Regions from separate parts of the Rattus norvegicus genome. Here region 2 is linked to region 1. The links are chromatin contacts, called in public Hi-C maps. All regions are on one chromosome and are shown on one strand. Each heading gives the region's core, a stretch centred on a gene start, on an enhancer-like site or on the middle of the called end of the contact. The rest is flanking DNA. Distances are from core to core; before and after follow the strand shown. Region 1 holds the start of Psma1 (proteasome 20S subunit alpha 1). Region 2 holds the start of LOC134483775.

Region 1 (2,997 bases), core at 414-2,913:
TGCACATGTATAATAGTCATATTACTTTTGTAACAGCAAAAACTTGCTAAAAGCTCACCAATGATAAATTATTATATTTCCACATAATAGACTTCCATGCAACTACTAAAAATAATATAGGTCATTACCTACAGGCATGGTAAGTTAGCTAAAACTTTTTAAGTGTATCAGTAAGTGACAGTTTAGTATAATCTTATTTTAAAACATATTTGTGAGGCACATGACTATAGGAAAGAATTGTGAAGATTTTTATAACATTTTTAAAAAGAAATCCTAAAAGTAGATGTGCTAATTTGGGTGCTTTAAAAAAACTATTTTATGTATATGAGTGTTTTACCTATGTAGAAGCACAACATGTATGCACAAGTGTCGCTGAAACCAGAAGAAGCCAGATCCCCTAGAGTTACAGATGGTTGTAAATGGCACTCTGCAGTCGGTTCCCCAACTATTTTAAAATCAGCATTTAATTACCCATTCATTCAAAATCCATTGTTCATTCAGCAATACAAATTATTTACCTAATATGTGTTAGGCACTGTGCTGGTGCTGGGCAAACAAAACAGCCCTATCTATCAATTTAAAGTTCAATCCCAGAATCCACACAGTGCAAGGAGATAATCACCAACATTGTCTTCAGACTTTCACATAAGTGTATGCAGGGACACAAACACACAAAAAACATATGTAAAAACAAAAAATGTACATATATACACATACATAAAGATATTTAGAATGTGATACTAATTACTGTGAACAGAGACATTTAAGTGATGTGTTACTCCTCCTTTGAAGTTCAGATCCTTAAAGACCTGACTCTATTCTTCAACAGAACTGGCAGTCTGTAGATGTTAGGTAGATCAGTGAGCACAGAACTGTCTTGATTTCGTTTGGGGATAAATCAAAAGATGCTCTTTAAAAATCCGTAAGAAAACTCGCACCTTCCCCCTAGTGGCCTAATCTATCATATATGGCATTTGGTTGTGGACAGCGAAAATCAAATATCAGAACAGAAACCTGGTCCTACAATGGCAACTAATGATCACAAAATGAGTAATACGACCACGAGACACCAAGGAGCCTTTAAGGATGGGCTCGCCAAGTACTCAAGATATTCAGGGGCCAGGACCACAAACGAACGAACACACACACACACACACACACACACACACACACACACACACACACACACGAGAGGGTTTGGGGAGTGGGAAGAGGGACAGGGGGAGAGGGAGAGAGAGAGAGAGAGAGAGAGAGAGAGAGAGAGAGAGAGAGAGAGAGAGAGAGAGAATGAATGGTTCTGTGGCTTTTTCTGCAACCTCTTTCAGTCGTGCTGCTTCCCAAACCTCTGGGCACTGTGATGAAATCTATGCGGGTCCGCCACACCATCCCTAGCTGGGGGCGATGTTCAGTGGAGTGGACCGAGAGTTGGCGGGAATCTGCAATCCACTGGGGGGGGAGGGGGGAAACACGGAAACACAGCGCTTGACATGGAACCACGCCCCCAACCCTCTCTGCGCACAGGCATTCCCGGGTTTCCCACCAATCCCATTTTATCTGCTTTCGCAGGCCCCGCCCACCCAGAGCTGGAGGGCGGGGAAGCGTTAAACGCTGATCCGTGGCTCTGGGATAGACTGCACTTCCTGCGTCGGCGCCGTGAAGACTCCGCAGCCTTCTTTGACGATCACCGAACCGTAGTTGAGGCCGTGTTCCTGTGTCCGCTGCTGTGTCTGGTTGTAACCTCGCCGGAGCTATGGTGTGTTGAGCCCCGAGTCCTCGGAGGGTTTGGGGCTGAGGTCAGCTGACCTGGTCGGGGATCGGCCTCTGTTCCCTGAGGCGCGGGGCGGTGGGAGAGGGAGCTTACCTCACGGACATGCTCCTGCAGTGATTCAGCATCTGCGGCCTGGCCGGCGGGAAGCGATCAGTAACCTAGGCGGCCTATCGCGCAGCTTCTCCACTTTGCATGGGGTCCAGGCGCTTCTTTCTCGGCCAGCCAGTCGTCCTTCCCTCCCAATTTACTTAAGTGGCCTATTCCAAGATGCTGTATGGTCCTTCGTGATCTGCATAGGAGAGAGACTATAGGGGTGAAAGGGTGCATCTGGCATCGTCAGTGCAGACCAGAGCCTGCAGTCAGGTCTTCAGACCAAGTTCATCTTCCTTGTGGGTGTATTTGGCTTTATCCGTCTCATTAGAGTGCCGTAGGGAAAGGCTCCATACAATCATTTTGTTTTGTTACCTAGAGATGAAAGAGAAAGTGATAGAATCAGGTTTACAACGTAGGGCCCTGGGCTGCTTCTGTCGAGTCTGCCATGCAAACTCTTGGTCTTTTTACCCTCATGAATATTATACTCCCAAGGGCCGACAAACTTGCTTTAGTAATGACATTATAGCTATAGTGGTTCTGCCACGGTAGCTATTTGTGGCCACCTTTTTACTGAGAATTCGTGTGTTTGTTCATCCAGTGGTAAAGTACAGGAAGAAAGCTCAAAGCTAAGCCAAACGTAACTTTAATCATACTATAAAGATAAAAAGGTATGTAAAAGACCGGGTGTTGTGGTGCTTGAGTTTAATCCCAGCACTCAGGAGGCAGAGACAGGTAGAATTCGTGAGTTTGAGGCTAGCCTAACTCACAGTGAGTTCCAGGACAGCCAGAGTGTAGAATCCGAGTCGGAAAGAGAGAGAAGGGGGAAAAATATATATAGTTGAGCATGATGGCAGACACCTGTGATCTGAGCACTTGGGAGGCTGAAGCAGGACTTCAGGATCATTCTCCCAGGTATATAGCAAATGAAGGCCAAACTGGGCTGCATGAGACTTTAGCTCTGCTGGAAAATTGTGCTGAGAATTTTCGGAAAAAAGAAGAAACCTTCAAGAGATAGACATTTAAGTCGACTTAAAGAAAAGCCCTTTGCCAAATTATTAGAGCCCTGTGTAAGAGAGTAGTATGAGCAAAGTGTGCATTCTTTAGCACTTGACTGCCCGAGGGAAGTGCTATGGAGA
Region 2 (2,824 bases), core at 26-2,525, 150 kb before region 1:
GCTTAGTATGTCCAAAGTGGGAGCAGTCAACCTCAAGTCGGTCACCTCATTCTTGAAAACTCTGCATAAGCCGAGTCAGAGGGTGAATGATTTCCTTTCCACTCATGGTAAAAGGCCACTGGTTTCTGCTTTTTTGGAAGAGTCCCTTGTCCTGGGGCAGCCTTTCCAGCCAGAACACAGGTTCCTGCCCCTTGCTTTCTGCAGAGAGAGCCCAGGTTCTTTAGCAGCTGCGCTCCTGCTCCGGAGACAACGCAAGCGGTCCACCCCGCGCTCCTCTCGTCCACCCCGCTCTCCCCTTACCAGACCCATGCCCGCCCAAGAACCCTACCTGTTCTCGAGAAATACAAGGCAACGACGGTCTCCTGAACATCTTGCCACTGCCATAGTAACCGGCCGCGCTTTCTCCCAGCGACACGCAGCTGGACCTCCTCCGGGGTCTGATCACAGGCACTTTTTCATCCGCGGTACTCGCCGAGCGCGGGGGAGGTGAGGCTCCCCGGACGTGAAAGAAGTGGTCCAAGCCCAGGGCTAGCAGGCATCCCGCGCCCCCGACCAGGCACGACAGCAGAGGCCTGAGCGCGGGCGGCAGAGCCCCGAGGCCGGAGAAGGACACCCACCACACCAGGCCGGCGAAGAGCAGCACCAGGACTCCGTGCCGCAGCCTCACGCGAGGCGCGAGCGTCAGCAGCCCCACGCAGCTCAGCACCAGGCAGAGCCGGCCGGCCGCCGCCGCCGCCGGCTCCCCGCGCAGCCACGACCACCACTGCCACGCCGCGAAGTCGCCCAGGTAGCAGCAGGCAGGCAGCGCCAGCAGCCACCAGGAGCCGGCGCCGCGGTCCGGGCCGCGCTGCGCGCGCGTCAGGAAGCAGGTGAGGAAGAAGAAGGCACAGGCGATGCTGAAGAGCGGGCTGAGGCTGAGCGAGCAAGCGCTCAGCAGCGTCCGAAGCCCGGTCGCCGCGGCCGCCCAGCGCTCGGGCCCCGCGCCCAGCAGCGCGGCCAGGACAAAGGCGGCCAGAGCGGCGAGCGAGAGGCGTGCCCCGGCGCGGAGCGAGGCCGCCGGCGGCTCCACGTTGCAGAAGCGGCAGAGGTGGAAGAAGAAGCTGCGCGGAGGGTCCTGCCGCAGCGGGCTCACGCAGCTCTTCACGTAGCCGTTGCGCAGGCTCTCGGGGGGCGAGGCGGCCGTGGCCGTGGCCGGCGGCGGCGGCGGCGGCGGGGACCTCATGGCTGGCGTGTCCCGCTCGCGCTCGTCCTTCCTCATAGCCCCGGGCTGCCGGGAGGCCGCTGGCGCTCGCCGACCCCGCGCCCTCCCCGTTCCGGGCGCCCCGAGCTTCGCAGAGCGGTCACGGCTGCGCCTGCCGCCGCCGCCGCCCCGGATCCCCGGCGCGCGGGCTGAGGGGCGGCGGCGTCCGCCTCATGCCCGCAGTGGAGAGCGGCGAGAGGGGATTCTCGGTGTCCCAGGGCCGGCTGCCGCGGACGCCTTTTCCCTTTCCCCTCAGGCACGGCTCGGGACGGGAGACGGCTGCGTCGCCTCCCAGCTCCCGCGCGCTGCAACAGTTACCTCACGGCCGCAGCCTGGTCCGTTGGGCGCGCGATCGGGCGCTCCTCCCCCGCGGCTGCCCCTGCCGGGCGCGCGCCCCGCCGGCGGCCCCGCGCGCTCCTGTGACTCGGCTTGACGCCTCTCGGGCGGCAGCCGCCCGCGTCAGGATGCGCATCCGGGACCCCGCGGGTGAGCGCGTGCCCGCGGCCCGTTTGGTCCCTCCAGTGAGACAGCCATCGCGTCTGGCTCCCAGACTCGGACACCTGGGGGAGCGCCCTGTGGCCACGGAGAGCTCGACTGCTGAAGTTGGATCACGTACCCCCCCCCCCCTGGGACTGCCACAGAGCGATGAGCTCTGGACCCCAAGGGCAGTGCCTAGTGAGGTGAGAGTGGGCTCATGGTGTGCCCTCAGACTGTGTGAATGGAGATGTGAAGGGGGAGGCTCAGTCAACACTGAGGCCAGACTAAAATGAAGAAACTCAACACTATCAATCACATCTGGCTTCCAAGCCAAGGTAGATTTGGGGCCCAGCAGCAGGCCTTGAATCCCTTCAGGGTTTCAAGAGGGGATGGGCCCTGGAGAGTGCACTCTGATAGCAAGCATGTCTCCCTGAATTCCTTTTCAGTGAGACTAAGAACTAATATCCAGCACTGTGTTTGGCATCCTTGCCAGACATGCGCTGCTTCACACCCCTGTCACTCCACCACAGCATAGACTTGCTGTCCCAAAAGTTCTTTCCAAGTGAGAGAATTTTTCTGTGCAACAGTATTCTGGGGGGAGAGGAGGGAAGGGAGTCCCATAGTCTTAATACCACTCATCAACTTGAATGGTGTTGGCCTTGAAAGAAGCCAATTATATATTTTCTGGGAAAGACCTGTGAAACTGGTGACACTGGAGAAGACAACAGTAGAAGTGATATTACCAAAGACAGACTTAAAAGTTGAAGAAAAGAATTTTGCTAAACGAAGGGGATTGCCCTGGAATCCAACGTAATAACTGCCTTAGAAGGTGTAAACTGTTTCCCTCCACCAAAACTCCCCTTCAACCTCATGACAGACCTGCTTTTCTTAAAAAGCTAATTCCACATTTTTCCAGGGAGATGAGAAACCTTACTGTGTGGTAAATCCCACAAACAGGCCTATTTTTCACCAATTAAGCTCAGCCCACAGCCATGACCTAAAGCAGACCATTTTTATATATAGTTATAATTCACACACATAATAGAAATCACTGAAGAATTAACACAAGAATTTGACAAATGTGAGAAAAGACTAGAATTTCCTTGT

Evidence for each region. A called contact is a pair of places that touch in the nucleus more often than the background predicts.
Region 2: a Hi-C map of Schwann cells shows a contact between it and region 1, with 3 times the contacts expected there. The contact joins the promoter of LOC134483775 here to the promoter of Psma1 in region 1. A contact is called at or near these places in 4 of 12 Hi-C or Micro-C datasets (Schwann cells, kidney and liver) and 1 of 1 datasets of contacts at active chromatin or transcription factors (oligodendrocytes).

Annotation. Positions count from the first base shown.
Region 1 is chr1:177,886,523-177,889,519 of GRCr8, reverse strand. It overlaps Psma1 (proteasome 20S subunit alpha 1), which reads left to right and starts at 1,663. Exons shown (of 10, transcript NM_017278.1): 1 at 1,663-1,753. The coding sequence starts at 1,751. It overlaps LOC134485165 (a long non-coding RNA gene), which reads right to left. Exons shown (of 2, transcript XR_010063136.1): 2 at 1,656-2,233.
Region 2 is chr1:178,039,939-178,042,762 of GRCr8, reverse strand. It overlaps LOC134483775, which reads left to right and starts at 1,275. Exons shown (of 2, transcript XM_063279456.1): 1 at 1,275-1,920. The coding sequence starts at 1,414. It overlaps Pde3b (phosphodiesterase 3B), which reads right to left and starts at 1,556. Exons shown (of 16, transcript NM_017229.2): 1 at 329-1,556. The coding sequence starts at 1,258.